2 separate regions of the Mus musculus genome follow, and region 1 is linked to region 2. A link is a contact called in public HiChIP or PLAC-seq data. All regions are on one chromosome and are shown on one strand. Each heading gives the region's core, a stretch centred on a gene start, on an enhancer-like site or on the middle of the called end of the contact. The rest is flanking DNA. Distances are from core to core; before and after follow the strand shown. Region 1 overlaps Hdac4 (histone deacetylase 4). Region 2 has its middle 4.9 kb from the start of Gm46242.

Region 1 (7,274 bases), core at 2,969-5,468, 73 kb before region 2:
GAAGCTTGTATGCACTGTGGAAGCTTTTCATGAGGATGTTCATGGGGAAATGCCCCTTGGGAGTTCATCTGCGCTCATTGTGAATGCTGTTATGTCTTCATGCCATGCTCAGCTGCTGCTCAGCACCATGCACACAGTTGTCTGCTCAATGCAAGAGGCAGGTGGGATCTGAGATGTGTTAGACTTAACTGCTTGTTAGAAGCCAGTGCCCGGGACTCAACGCAGAGCGCAGACACAGGGTTGAGGAAGTGAGTTGGCAGTCTGTCTTTTAGGTCTGCTTCCCAGCCTTACCACTGCCATGTCCTGTCCTAAGGAGCCAGCTTAGCAGTCCAGCACCCTTGTTAGTAGTCAGCCGACTTTTTTGTGCTCAGTTAAAGCTTCATCACTTCTTGGTGTTGGTGAAGAGTCAGAGGCCTAATTGAGTGTTTTTACAGCAGCAGTCCCAGGGGTGTACCGTTGGTTCTGTAAAGTATGAGCAGCGGGGAGCTGGTTATACAACCATGCCATCTAGTGCCAACTCTGTAGTGGTTCTTCAGGGTGGGAGGAGAGTTGGGGACTGTAGGAGCTGTCTGTTTCCCCAACAGCTAAGCTGCAGTCAGGATAGAGGTGAGTCCAAGACCTGCTTGAGGCATGACATGGATCTAGCAGCACCCTATATGAACATTCTTTATTCTTTTTAAGAGAATGAGAAAATAAGTTCTCATTTAGCCAAGCTAGCCTCTAGCTCACAGTATAGCTGAGAGTGGCCTCAAGTTCCTGATCTTGCTGCTGGGATTATAGCATTCACCACCATAGCCAGCTTTCTTTCATTTGTATCCTTGTCTGCCATAAGGCTGCTGGTGAACAACATGCAACAAGACTATCCCAGACCCTAACCCACACGCCCTCCAATGGCAGCCCTGACCCATAGGCACTTAAAAACAGAACTGAGGGTCTACTCTCTGTCCTCAGGTCACATGCCTTAAAAATGGAGCCAGATTGCCTGCAAAACAAGGCTCAGCTAACCCCATTCCCCATCCATATCGTGACTAGTAGTAATGGAAACCGCATCCTTCTGTGAATTCTGAATATAGTGACTTTCTTGTGGATAAGAAATGTCTTTCCTCACTATTTCCCACTGTCTGCTGTCATCTGCAGAATGGCTTTGCTGTGGTTCGTCCCCCAGGACACCATGCCGAGGAGAGCACACCCATGTAAGTGGGCAAGCAGGCTGATTAAAAGCATGGGTAACAGGGCTGGGTGAGCATCTGGGGGCCCGGGGAGGAACTGAGTGGCCTTGTGCACATCACCCAGGGTGTATTGCTTTGTCTCCTCTGCCCACAGCAAACATAGACATGTGATTTGAGGCCCATGCAGTTGGACGAGGAGTATGGGCACTGCCACCTGTTAGCTTCCCCAGTGGGTGTATCAGAGGTGGTTCAAGTGGTAAAAATGAGTATGACATCAGGGAGGCTGTGCCACAGATGGGCGTGGTGATGGTTCCCGTCTCTAGCCCACAGGAATAGTACCATTCACATTTTTGATGGGTTTTACCACCTTTTTAACCAAGCAGGATAATTGTTCAGAGCCTTCCCCAGAGGCTGACCCAGTTAGATATATTCTAGATAATCTAGATTCTGTCAAGTCAACCAATATTAACCATTAACAGTGTTTGTATGTCTTCAGTGTGTGTGTGTGTGTGTGTGTGTGTGCGCGCGCGCATGCGTGCACACGCGCATCTGATCTATGTATATGTGTCTGTGTATATTTGTGCTGTTTGCATGTGTGTTTGTGTATGCTTGTATGTTGTGTCTGTAGGTGGGTGTAGGCACTTAAGTGTGCCTGTGTGTATATCTGGGGTTGGGGGAGGTTCTCTGTGGTGGGTAGATATCTTCTGTGGTATGTGTACTCATATAACGGTGTATACATGTGTGTCTGTGGAGGATAGTATGTGTGTCTGATGGGTGAATCTTACGTGGCACATGTGCTTCTGTGCCTGTGAATCTATGGCATATGTGTATTTAGTGTGGCTTCATGTGTCTATAATCTGTTGGTCCATCACCACCATCACTTGAGGTCCGCAGAAGAACCAGCTGGCCTTCCCCTGAACCCTCATAGGGACTTTAGACAATGCTCTGCTATGAATGGTGTAAAAAACAGTAACTAGGTGTCTCTTCTGCAGGGGTTTCTGCTACTTTAACTCCGTGGCAGTTGCAGCCAAACTTCTCCAGCAGAGGCTGAATGTGAGCAAGATCCTCATTGTAGACTGGGTGAGTGGATGCCTCATTAGCCAGTTCTGGGGAGAGCATGCATGCCCACCTGTCTCCCCAGTGGACAGCCTGATTGAGCACTGGGCCTTGTCCTGTTGATACTTGGAATTGAGGAACTGAACTCTCTGGAAACAGTCTCAGAGATCAGAGAAGCCTGCATCCATTAGAAGTTGGTTTCAAGACTTTGGCCAGCTGATCCTAACCTCATGGGCCCTGACCTGCAGGATCGTGCCCATAGTGAGGATTGCCACCATGGCTGGTCCTCAGCAGTGTCTCTAGGAAGCTGGAGAATCGAAGGTCAAGTTCAACCTTTCTCTATGCTCTGACCTGGGGACATGGACCTGGACTGCCCACTTGTGCTAGCTGAAAGTCACACCACACACATGACTAAGCCTCCATCTTCCTAAATGAACAGAGCTTCTTATAACCCCACTATGGAGTGGCTGATTTTTCTCTGAGAGTTAAGCCAAATGTCACTGTCCCATGAGTAGACAGGTGTTGAGGTGTGCCTGCCAGCACTCCTTAGTTACAGTGCTTACGTGTCATAAACTCCAAACACCAGGAAAAGAGGCAATCTGGGCTTCTGCCAGGCTGGATCACCCTGGTCCTGGCTGAGAGAAGTGGTCTTCAGGACATGCGTGCTGGGTAGCCCTGTTCTACAGAATTATATGTTACATGAAAAGCGGTAAGAAACCAGTGGTTCTAATATATACCTGCACACAGAAACTCTTTAGTACTGATGTCTCATAACATCCTTTATACTAAGCCCACATCAGGTTGGGACAGCATTTGGATTTCAAGCCCTTCTCAGTTTCAAAAAGAACCAACAAAATATAAACCAGAAGAACAAGTCAACTTGGGTCTGGAACAGGGCCTGAGCAAGGCAGGAAGGTTGTAGTTTTCTACACCAGTGAACCTGTCCCCTCCTCCATCCTGGCCCTTCCTTAGGGAACAAGCAGAGAAGTGGCAAAAACAAACAAACAAACAAACAAAAAACAGAAGTGCCATGCAGTTGGTGGCTACATAGATGTGACAATTATGTTCTGGGAACAAGGAAGTCAGCAGGTGACCCACATAGACAGTCTCGTCTTCCCAGGGCTGCAGGACATGCTCCCCAGGGCCACACTTTGTCTTAAAATGCATGATGGTAACACACATAGATACTACTATGATTCATTTACAGTACTCATCCACTTACTGTACAGTGTTACCAATGGTTCCTCCTTCCACCAGGAACCTGGTGCGTGGCATGAAAGGCTCTTGTGTTTGTGAGCGCTGGGGCATCCATCCACAGTGTGCACTGAGCACAGATGAATGACCCTGTAGAAAAAGCTTTCCTCATTCTCTGTCTCTGTCTCTCTTCCTGTCTGTCTGTCTGTCTCTCTCTCTCTCACACACACACAGAGAGAGAGAGAGAGAGGGAGAGAGAGAGAGAGAGAGAGAGAGAGCGCTATGCAGCCCAAAACCACCTAGCCTGCCCATCCTGGAAACTAAGTCCCATGACCTACAACAGTGGCCACCGGCCTGGCAGAAACCAAAGCTGCCTCTTGATAAATGTGCATCAAGTCTTAAGAAAAGAGCTGGTCATTTTCTTTTCAGGGTGGGGGGTCACTCATGACCACCTAGGGTCAACTGCCACATATCCTATGTCAGTCGTTCTCAATCTTCCTAATGCTGCAGACTTTAATGCAGTTCTTGTGTTGTGACCCCCCAATTATAAAATTATTTTCGCCACTCTTTCATAATTGTAATTTTGCTAGTTATGAATCGTAATGTAAATATCTGATATGCAGGAACTCTGATATGCAGCCCCAAAGGGGTTGCGACACACAGCTTGAGAACAGCTGCCCTTTGTGACGTGCCTGTAAGTAGCCAACCCACAATTAGTGATTATCCTTAGGAAATGGCTCACTTACCACAAATAAGGCAGGCATGTGAGATTACTCAGATGGCTTTGTTGACATAGCAGCCTCAGCTCAGCTAGAAGCCTAACCCCATCTATCCCTTTCACTGAAGTCAGGACTACACTATGTGCTCAGAGTTACTCAGACTCTTGCCTCAGCATTTCTGTAATGCTGCATGTACCCACAATACCTGACCATGAGGTGTACCAGAGATTCCAGGCTATTCACCTAGTAGGAGGGTCGAACTCAAGGCCTGATCCTCCCTGAGCCAGTTCTCTTGTTCTCTTAGGATGTACATCATGGGAATGGGACCCAGCAGGCCTTCTACAATGACCCCAATGTTCTCTACATGTCCCTGCACCGCTATGACGATGGGAACTTCTTCCCAGGAAGTGGAGCACCAGATGAGGTATGTGGAGTGTATGAAACTTTGTGAGTATCTGGAGGAGAACAAGCTATCTTGGAGCCAGATACCACAGCTACCAAGAGAACCAGGCAGGTGCAGGCCCTGCATCTGCCACAGAAGTAGTATTTCACACTTGTTACAGCTCAGGTTGCCCTGCCAGAAATGCTAGCCTGGATTATCCTGTGCATGATTTAGGCCAGAATTTTTTCTAGTTTAGTGGGAATCTGCACACCAAATCTGGTTACATTCAGAGTGAGCAAAGCACACACTAAGGGAGGTTGCTGAGCTGCTCCCCAGGACTCCTGCTTCTCTACCTTGTGATGATACTCCCAGCCACTGTGGTTAGGGGGCATCTTTAAGCAGCATGCCCAGGGACACAGAGCTTGCCCCTGAAGATGGTCCCACAGTAGAGTCACTTTTGTCTTTCAGTGATTCCTCCTAGTTCAGGGCCTGTAGATAACTGCAGCCCTGTGAAAACTGTACCGCTGACGACAGTGCCTGGCACTGGTAGCCAGCTTCACTGGTGAGCTCACACACATATGCACGGGACATGTAGCTATCCCTGTGGGCACGCCAGTCCAATCCACCCTAGTTCAAGTGTTGGTTGTGCCAGGTATTCTCTTGAGTTGGTGACAGTTTCTCTCCTTGTGGCCGCAGGTGGGCACAGGGCCAGGCGTGGGTTTCAATGTCAACATGGCTTTCACGGGTGGCCTCGAACCCCCCATGGGAGACGCTGAGTACTTGGCAGCCTTCAGGTGAGTACCCCACTGTCCAACCACAGAGGCTGGTTCTTCTGAGTCCAGGGCAGCCAAGTCATCTGGAGACTCTGGAGTTAATTGTTGTACTGCCTCACTTCTCTTAGGAGTTCCCTTTTCTGAGAGCCTGTTGAGTCCCAGTGGTAAGATGGGGAGGTGATAGAAGGGGAAGTTTTCTGCTGTGCTAGAAAGTATTCATGAGTCACTGAAAACTGAGGATGTAAAGATCTCATTCCCTGCTCATTATTCCACAAACCCTTTGTAAAAGGAAAGTGGAACTGAATGAAGGAGAGCGATAGCTCACACTACATCGTCTGTGCTGATCTGGTCCCTCACACTGGCTGCTTTTTACAAAGTACTGACTTCCATCCTCCACAGTTCTTTTTATTACCATCAGGCCAGACTGCAGCCAACAGTGGATGGCTGGGCCCCGCTTTCTTCCTGTGTTACTGTGGCAGCTTTCCCCAGCCATTGTGCACTGTGGAGGCTCCAGACGAGTTAGCCATAGCCCAGGAGTAGTTCCTGGGCCTGCATGGCCCGTGGGGGGCCTTGGGTCTCAAAATGCACTTTTTTTTTGTATTATGGATAAGAACATCAACGGACCTCCAAGGGTCTTCTCTGCCTCTTCTGTAATTCTGGGGTCATGTCTTGACCTCTATACATATGAAGTACATATGTACAGGCAGGTGCCTTGTGTGTGTGTGTAGATATATGTACATGTGTCTATGTGATTCTGAGTGGTACTATGTATATGTCTTTATCTCTCTCTCTCCCTCCCTCTCCCCCCCCCCCCGCCCCGTGTGTCTGTGTGTCTGTGTGTGTCCCTGTATATGCCTATTGCTGTGTGTTTATATGCTTATTCCGTAAGACATAGATCTCTGGAGGTTTGAGCAAGTGTGTGTGCATGTATGCAAGTGTATATGCCCCTAGTCAGTGAGATGTGTCCGTAAAGTTTATATAGACCTGCCATGTGCTCTTTAGCTGTGGAGCCAGTCTCAGGGCACTTCCCAGCATCTGCTTGCTCATTTTGAAGTAGGTTTTCAGTCCCACTTCTCATTGGACAGGTGGTTGGGATCCAGTATGGTAGAGTCCTGGCCGAGTGGGTGAGAGTTGACTGGCTCATCAGTAGTTCCTAGAAGTGACATATCTCATTTGACACGATTACAAAGGTCTGCTGTTCAGCTGTTGGCTAGGTGCAGGCAGGGATCGCTCAGGCCTTAGAAGCTTCATGCTGCCTATGACCTGCTCCTCTCCTCTTATACCTTTGGTTGAACCACATTGATCTGTGCTCACCTCACTTACAACCCTCCCCTAAACACTAGAAAGTCCATGGAAGCTGAGCCTGAGAGCCAGGACTGTCATGCACTCGCCCAATAGCACTGAAGCCTGGCTCTCTCCTCAGCACTGGAGATATGATTTATCCGTGGTAAGAGAGAAAGTCATTGCCCAGTAAGCGGCCTTTATTTCTGAGTGGATGCTGTTTGCAGGTCAGGGCCTGTGAAGGCCTCATGGTGGCTATGGTACAGAAAGAAGATAATACTCTTGATGACAATAAATGGATACCCTCCACTCATCAGTCCTTACAGCTGAGTGACTGGGCCGGCCCTCATCCCCCAGGCCTTGTGCTTCACAGGGGGAATTTCTTGAGTGTGCCTGCAGTTCTGTGGTCCTGGGCCCCAAGTCTGATCCCTGGTGTCCCTGGCCAGGTATGTGCAGTGTCTGAACTTCCTGGCCGGCCTTTGAGGTGAGCCTTCCTTCCTCACCCTGACATCTGTTCTAGTGTTTGGAAAGTGTATGAATGATAACCCCTTATTGAGAGCGCCTTCTAAAGCTTCAATCGCTTCTTTGAAAAGGGAAATTGTTTCAGGTTGTCTTTTTTTTTTTTTTTATTGATTTTAATGTAAAGTAGCACTTTGAAGTTCACAATTTATAGTTCCCTGGGCATCAGGTGGGGAAGGGG
Region 2 (7,390 bases), core at 3,706-6,205:
TTCCACTGATGCCTGGAGAGGTGAACAAAGTGATCATTTCCTCTGCCAAGAAGGAATTAAGTGGCAGGAAAGAAGTGTTAGCAGAAATCTTGGGGCGTCTCTTTTTAGGGCTCCTGGGCTTGTTAGTGACAGATCTTAAGAACACAAGCTCAATGAGGATAAAGAGCAAACTCTACCAGAATCCCTCACCATGCAATGAGTGGGTGGTTTGCACCACAAAGTGGCTACTTTTTACATGACCTAGTGACTCTGAAGATCCCTACCTGACACCATACACAGATCTAAACTTGTACCATACCACACATATGCACATACACCACACACACACACACACACACACACACACAACACAACACACATACCACCACATACACATACACACACACACACACACATACACGGCACCACATACACACACAAACACATACTACCACATACACATATACAGACACACCACAGTTAAACATACTACACACATACACATCATACACATACACAACACACATACACACCATACCTATATACATAGCACACATACTCACACCACATAGAATACATACATACCCATACCACATTACACATGCACACACACACACAAGTTCATACGTGGCATTTCTTGGAAGAAGATGTCCAAATGGCGGTAACTACTAAAAAAGTCCTGTCTCATCTGTCTCATGGGTAGTCATAGAAGAGCAAGACCAGCCACAGTATGAGGTCCATCACACACCCATCGGGCTGGCAGAAAGCTTGAGCGTGCAGGATGTTGCTGAAGGCGTGGCCCAGGCAGAACTCCCACCGTGGGAGTCTTAATTGTTTCCACCACTTTGGAAAAGTGGGGCATTTCCTGGGAAGTTGAGGTTGTGAGTCCCTGGGAATTACATGTGATGGCTCTAGAGACGTGATAGACCATCTAGACTCTTCACAGCAGTGGTCCTCACAGTCTCCCTAGTGGATGCACTGAGGTCATTTGGTCAGTGTCACATGGAGAAACATGGGGGACACATGACAAGCAGCTAAAAAAATAAATAAATAAAAGAATCCAAGACACAACTGGAGTTATGTTCAAAAGTAGGTGGGACTGCATGTGGGTAAACACACTATGTATGTGACATGGAGAAGACCCGGACACATCAACACAGATGCTATGACAGTGGCCACCCTTCATGTGGGTGAGCAGACTGTGACCAGAAAAGGCTTCCGGCAGCTGACAAAGTTCTACTTGTTGGCCACATGGGAATTAGCTTGCAATTATCCATGGTTTCTTTCATTTTAAATAAGAAACAATCTTGTATCTTGAGAAGCTCAGAGTATTTTCATTAAAAGCAACTTATCACCTAGGAATGATCTCTGTCAATGGCTTAAGTTCTCCCAGTCCTTCCCGTAAATGTGCATAAAAGATAAAGGTGTTTCCAGCAGAATGCCAGTGCACCAAACCATTGTAATCCCTAAAGTCCACAGTTCTGTGGCTTTTTTTTTTTTCTTGTCTTTCGAAACAGGGTTTCTCTGTGTAGCCCTGGCTGTCCTGGAACTCACTTTGTAGACCAGGCTGGCCTCAAACTCAGAAATCCACCTGCCTCTGCCTCCTGAGTGCTGGGATTAAAGGCGTGCGCCACCACGCCTGGCAGTTCTGCGCCTTTTAATATATTCACAATGTTTGCAACCATCACCGTTATCTAATTCTAGGACCCACCATCATTCCAAAAGGAGAATTTATTAGTTACTCCTGCCTGGGTGTCGCCATTCCGATGCTCTTTAGATGCTTTCCCACTTTAAAACTGTCATTTCATCGTTGCGTTGTAAGAAATCTTACCCTGGGTACAGTTCATTTGCCAGATGTACAATTTTCCTAGAATTTCTACCATTCTGTGTGCTACTTTAAAATATGTGTGTGTGTGTGTGTGTGTGTGTGTGTGTGTGTGTGTGTATGCTTAAGAAAACAACTGTTATTTACATTTAGATAAAGTCAAATTTATCTGCTGTTTTCTTTGATTGCTTAAATTTTTATATCAAATCTAGGAGAAAATTGCCTAATTGCAATCATCTAAATGTCATAGTTTTGCTTAATCCATTTTCATTAATTTTCTGTACAAGGTGTGAAGAAGACCCAAAGCCGTTCTTCTGCAGGTGGCTAGTCAGTTGTCCCTGCACCATTGGTGATGTCATGATTCCCTTTCTCATTGAATTTTGACCATTTTTTTTATTTAAAATTTTTTCATTCAGTATATTTTAATCATGTTCCCCCCTCCTGCAACTCTTTCTAGCTCCCCCTACTCTCCTACCCACCCATGTTCTTTCTTTCTCAATGCCTTCCCCCCAAAATAACCCCCTCAGAAAACAGAAATAACCCAGTCTCTTTTGTGTTGTGCAACCAATCGTGGGCGTGGGGCCTGCCCTTTGAGCAGTTGCTATACAGGCAGTAACACTCTGTTGGAGAAAACCTGGGTTTTTCCTTTTGCAGAAGATGGTGATTGCAACTAGGCTCTTGGTCAGGGGTGGGACTTTGTGTTTGCTTCTCCCCCGCCCCCCACCCCGAGCTGGCTTTCCTCCGGTTTGAGCCTGTGCAGGTCTTGTTCATGCTTCCACTGTCTCCGGGAGTTCATGTGAGCATCAGTCCTATTGTGTCTGGAAGATGCTGCTGTGCTTTGAGTCACCCACTACCCCAGCCTCTTAGAATCTTTTCACCTCCTCGTTCAGAGTTCCCTGATCCCTGAGAGGACATTCATTTAAGGACTGAGGGCATCAAAGTCTCTCACTCTCTACATTGTCCAGTTGTGACTCTGTGCTAAGTCTCCCTTCCCAGTCGTCTCACGGGTGTTTTGGTTTTTTCATTTTTTTGTTGTTATTTTTTTATTAGGTATTTTCCTCATTTACATTTCCAATGCTATCCCAAAAGTCCCCCATACCCCCCCCCCGTTATTTTTGTTTTTGATGATTCTAGAACATGATTTTAATATTTTTAACTGTTGCTATTCAACAAACAGAATAGTTATTTTAAGATAAACTTTGTTGTTATGTCTCCCTTTTCATTTCTGATTTTATTAATTTGGATACTGTCTCTGTGCCCTCTGGTTAGTCTGGCTAAGGGTTTATCTATCTTGTTGACTTTCTCAAAGAACCAGCTCCTGGTTTTGTTGACTCCTTGCATAGTTCTTTTTGCTTCTATTTGGTTTGATTATTTCCTGCCCTCTACTCCTCTTGGGTGTATTTGCTTCTTTTTGTTCTAGAGCTTTCAGGTGTGCTGTCAAGCTGCTAGTGTAAGCTCTCTTCAGTTTCTTTTGGGGGGCACTTAGAGCTATGAGTTTTCCTCCTACCACTGCTTTCATTGTGTCCCATAAGTTTTGGTATGATGTGTCTTTGTTTTCATTAAATTCTAAAAAGTCTTTGATTTCCTTCTTTATTTCTTCCTTGACCAAGTTATCATTGAGTAGGGCATTGTTCAGCTTCCATGTGTATGTGTGCTTCCCGTTGTTTTTGTTGGTATTTAAGACCAGCCTTAGTCCATGGTGATCTGAGAGGGTGCATGAGATTATTTCAATCTTCTTGTATCTGTTGAGGCCTGTTTTGTGGCCAATTATTTGGTCAGTTTTGGAGAGGATACCATGAGGTGCTGAGAAGAAGGTATATTCTTTTGCTTTAGGATGAAATGTTCTATAAATATCTGTTAAATCCATTTGGTTCATAGCTTCTGTTAGTTTCACTGTGTCTCTGTTTAGTTTCTGTTTCCATGATCTGTCCATTGCTGAGAGTAGGATGTTGAAGTCTCCCGCTTTTATTGCATGGGACGGGATGTATGCTTTGAGCTTTACTAGTTTCTTTTATGAATGTGGGTGTCCTTGCATTTGGAGCATAGATGTTCAGAAATGAGAGTTCATCTTGGTAGATTTTTTCCTTGACCAGTATGAAGAGTCCTTCCTTATCTTTTTTTGATAACTTTTGGTTGAGAGTTGATTTTATTTGAAATTAGAATGGCCATTCCAGCTTGTTTCTTGGGACCATTTGCTTGAAAAATTGTTTTCCAACCTTTTACTCTGAGATAGTGTCTGTCTTTGTCACTGAGGTGTGTTTCCTGTATGCAGCAAAATGCTGAGTCCTGTTCATGTATCCAGTTTCTTAGTCTATGTCTTTTTGGGGGGAACTGAGTCCATTGATGTTAAGAGATATTAAGGAACAGTGATTGTTACTTCCTGTTATTTTTGTTTTTAGAGGTGGAATTATGTTTGTGTTGCTATCTTCTTTTGGGTTTGTTGAAAGATTACTGCCTTGCTTTTTCTAGAGTGTAGTTTCCCTCCTTGGGTTGGTACTTTCCATCTATTATCCTTTGTAGGGCTGGATCTATGGAAAGCTATTGTGTAAATTTGGTTTTGTCCTGGAATACCTTGGTTTCTCCATCCATGGTAATTGAGAGATTTGCTGGGTGTTCTTACGGGCTTTTTAATCACTCCATTTCAGGTTTTTTTTTTTTTTTTTTTGGTATTAAAACGCCTTTTGGTACACTATTTAAATTCCCTTTGCTATGCATTTTTGGCAATTTTTCATTTGCTTTTCTTTTGGCCTTAAGAGTTTCCTTAGCATTTATGGGTGGGGCAGGTTTGCAAGTGACAAGTTCTCTTGCTTTTTCTTTTAACGTCTGCGATGTCTCCCTCTTTCTTCTTTTGTGAAGAAAGTACTGTTGACTCCTCTGGCACAGTTTTCATTTTCATTGCTGTGCTTGTCACTCCAGGACCTCCATGTAGCTCTTTCACAAAAGTTAAGATCAAAACAGGTAAGGCATCTGCCAGTGCTGGTGGAGACATGGAGGGAAGGGAAGCCCTGCACACTGTGCTGAGGGTAAATACTTTAGTCACTATGAAGAATGGAATGTCGCTTCCTCAGAAAAACAAACATGTGAAGCTACAGCAAGATCAGCAGTCCCACAGCTGGGCGTACAGCCAAAGAAAACAAAGCAAAATCAGTGTGTCCCCGAGACGTGTGCACACTGGTGTTCACCTGGCACAGTTCTCAAATGGGGTGAACACAGGGCTGCCTGTGTCTATCAAATGACTATTGAATAAAGGAAGCATGGTACTCACTGGCTAGGGAACACCATTCAGCCTTCCTGAGCACGTGGAAGCTTCTACTATGTTGCAGAAGGCAGTAGAGATAGATTTTGTTTTTAGAGAAATAAGGCAGACACAAAAAGGCCAACACTTTGTGCTCTCATGTGTGGGATCTAACCAGGCTGATCTCCCAGTGATGGGCAAAGGCTGGGAGACTAGGAGGCAGGTAGGGATACCGGGACTAGCAGAAGCTAAGCTACAGTTAAGCCAAGCATGGAGGCCTGGTAGATCTTCTGTGTTGCCTCTCCACAGGGTGACCACAGATATCAGTTGTGCATGGTGCCTTTCAGGAGCCTAGAAGGAAGGATGGCTGAAGTCTCTGTCTCCCTGAGCTGACAGCGTGCACCCACTTATCCCAAACCCCGAGAACTGGAAAGTTGCAGACAGTCTGCAGGACTGAGCCCACAGCCCAAGTTACCCATTAGATAAAGTTTGTGTCTTCAGCCAATGAGAAGGGAGATTTAGGAAGGGCAAGTCCTGGCCTATGGGAAGAGAGGACAGGAATTCCTTGTGGTTGGAGAACCTTAAAAACCACTGCCTTGCACCAAATCAGCATGCTGGTCCTATGTACCTTTTCTGGGTCCCTTTCTGAAGATGATATTTTAAAAACAGCTTCATTTTCATGACCCTCTTGAATTTGTAGTTATCTAATTCCCTATATAAGTAACTTTATTTAAACATTGCACATTGTGCACATATGCCAAAATGGCAGTACATTAGTTATTTATTTATATTTTATTTTTTTAATTTTAGTTTCTTGGTTTTTCCACACAGAGTTTCTATGCGCTCTGGCTGTCCTAGAATTCACTCTGTAGACCAGACCAGCCTCCAACTCACAGAGATCCACCTGTCTCTGCCTCCCAAGTGCTGGGATTAAAATTGTGCACCACCACTGCCTGGCACAACTTTTTATTTTTAATGTACCTCTTAAAAATAAGTAGGGGAAAGATCAATCAAAATAAATAAAAATAACTATTTCTATTGATCTTTTGTTTCATTGAGACACAATTATAATTTTTCCTCCAGTTATTTTAATTACTTAAGTAATTAATTCATCCATTAGTTTACATCTCAAATATTGCTCCCCCTCCTCGTCCCTCCCTCACTGATACTTTCATCCTATTCCTCCCCCTCTTCTCCTCTGAGAGGTAGGATTCCCCCCGCCCCGTCAGGTATCCCCCGTGCCCCTGACACATCAAGTCTCTGCCAGATTAGGTGGATCCTCTCCCACTGAGGCCGACAGGGCAGCCATGAGGACTGAGCTTCCTGTCTGCTACATAGGTGCTGGAGGAGGGGGCGGCTTATTCTACCCTATGTATGTTTTTTGCTTGGTGGCTCAGGGGATCCAGGTTTGTTGACTCTGTTGTTCTTCCTGTGGGGTTCCCATCTTCTTCTGGTCCTTCAATCCTTCCCCCAACTCTTCCATAAGTGTCCCCAAACTCCATCTAATGTTTGGCTGTTCCTCCAGCCAGTTTAAATAGTTACATTTTATTTAATATATTTAAAATAATTAACTTAAGTTCTTTATCAAGTCCAATACCTAGGTAGGACACCAGACAGCTTCCTCTGATTTCCCCCACAAAGACCACACTCCCTTACTGCTTTGCCTCATTCGGGAACATTTTAAGGAATATAATTGAAAGAATGCAGTGTTAGCATCTTGCTGCTGCACAGCCACAGCCCCCTTTCACAGATACTGACGGATCCCTACGGAGACGCGTCTGTGAGTCCTTAGCTGACAGGTTTCCAGACTCCAGGATCTCAAACCTGAGACGTTAGTTTATGTTAAAGGGGAGATTGGTGGCCATGAGTCCTGTTCCACCCCTTCCCAGTGTCTGGCGTAGGAATCAGAAAGCCTATCTGCCGGCTCAGACTGGGAACCTCCCCCTCATTCTCAGAGAGCTATAAGAAGGTCCCAAGTACTGTTGGATGAGCCCTGATTTCCTTCCTGTCTTCAGAGCCCTCCATCCCACGCCCCATCTGTCTCTGGTCCAGGGGCCTGAAGTCTCCTCAGAGGCATCACCTCGATGTTGTTTGTCAGGGTATCCATGACGTTGAATTAATCTTTTGGCTTCGAGGAGAGCTGTCTCGGTGTCCACTGTCACATCTGAGACTGCTCTGAACACAGCTGAGTTCTCTGGTTCTGCAGTTGGTGGTGTAATTGTGACTGCTTGCTCAACAAGCTAGTCCTGCATTGTCTCATGCTTCCAAGTCCGTGCTCTGCTTAGCAAGATGTTCATGGCTGGACAGAAATTTCCTAAGCTCTGGGGCAGACATTCTCAGAACTTTTGAAG

Evidence for each region. HiChIP or PLAC-seq counts read pairs in DNA pulled down with a chosen protein or histone mark.
Region 1: an HNF4G HiChIP or PLAC-seq map of pancreatic cancer cells shows a contact between it and region 2. The contact joins two enhancer-like sites. A contact is called at or near these places in 7 of 484 Hi-C or Micro-C datasets (the 3T3-L1 cell line, 3T3-L1-derived adipocytes, cerebral cortex and 4 more), 3 of 115 datasets of contacts at active chromatin or transcription factors (bone marrow-derived macrophages, embryonic stem cells and pancreatic cancer cells) and 1 of 9 other capture datasets (embryonic stem cells).

The regions. Positions count from the first base shown.
Region 1 is chr1:91,953,330-91,960,603 of GRCm38.p6, reverse strand. Hdac4 (histone deacetylase 4) reads left to right here. Exons shown (of 27, transcript NM_207225.2): 19 at 1,138-1,193; 20 at 2,162-2,249; 21 at 4,443-4,562; 22 at 5,217-5,314. Among named protein-coding and RNA genes, the nearest start is that of Gm46242, 77 kb to the right of the region's middle. Within about 2 kb of position 4,218, at least 48 of the 459 cell types and tissues checked have an H3K27ac peak or open chromatin away from gene starts, as enhancers often do. A contact at or near this core is called in pancreatic cancer cells, where this site is marked.
Region 2 is chr1:91,880,841-91,888,230 of GRCm38.p6, reverse strand. No RefSeq gene overlaps it. Among named protein-coding and RNA genes, the nearest start is that of Gm46242, 4.9 kb to the right of the region's middle. Within about 2 kb of position 4,955, at least 12 of the 459 cell types and tissues checked have an H3K27ac peak or open chromatin away from gene starts, as enhancers often do. A contact at or near this core is called in pancreatic cancer cells, where this site is marked.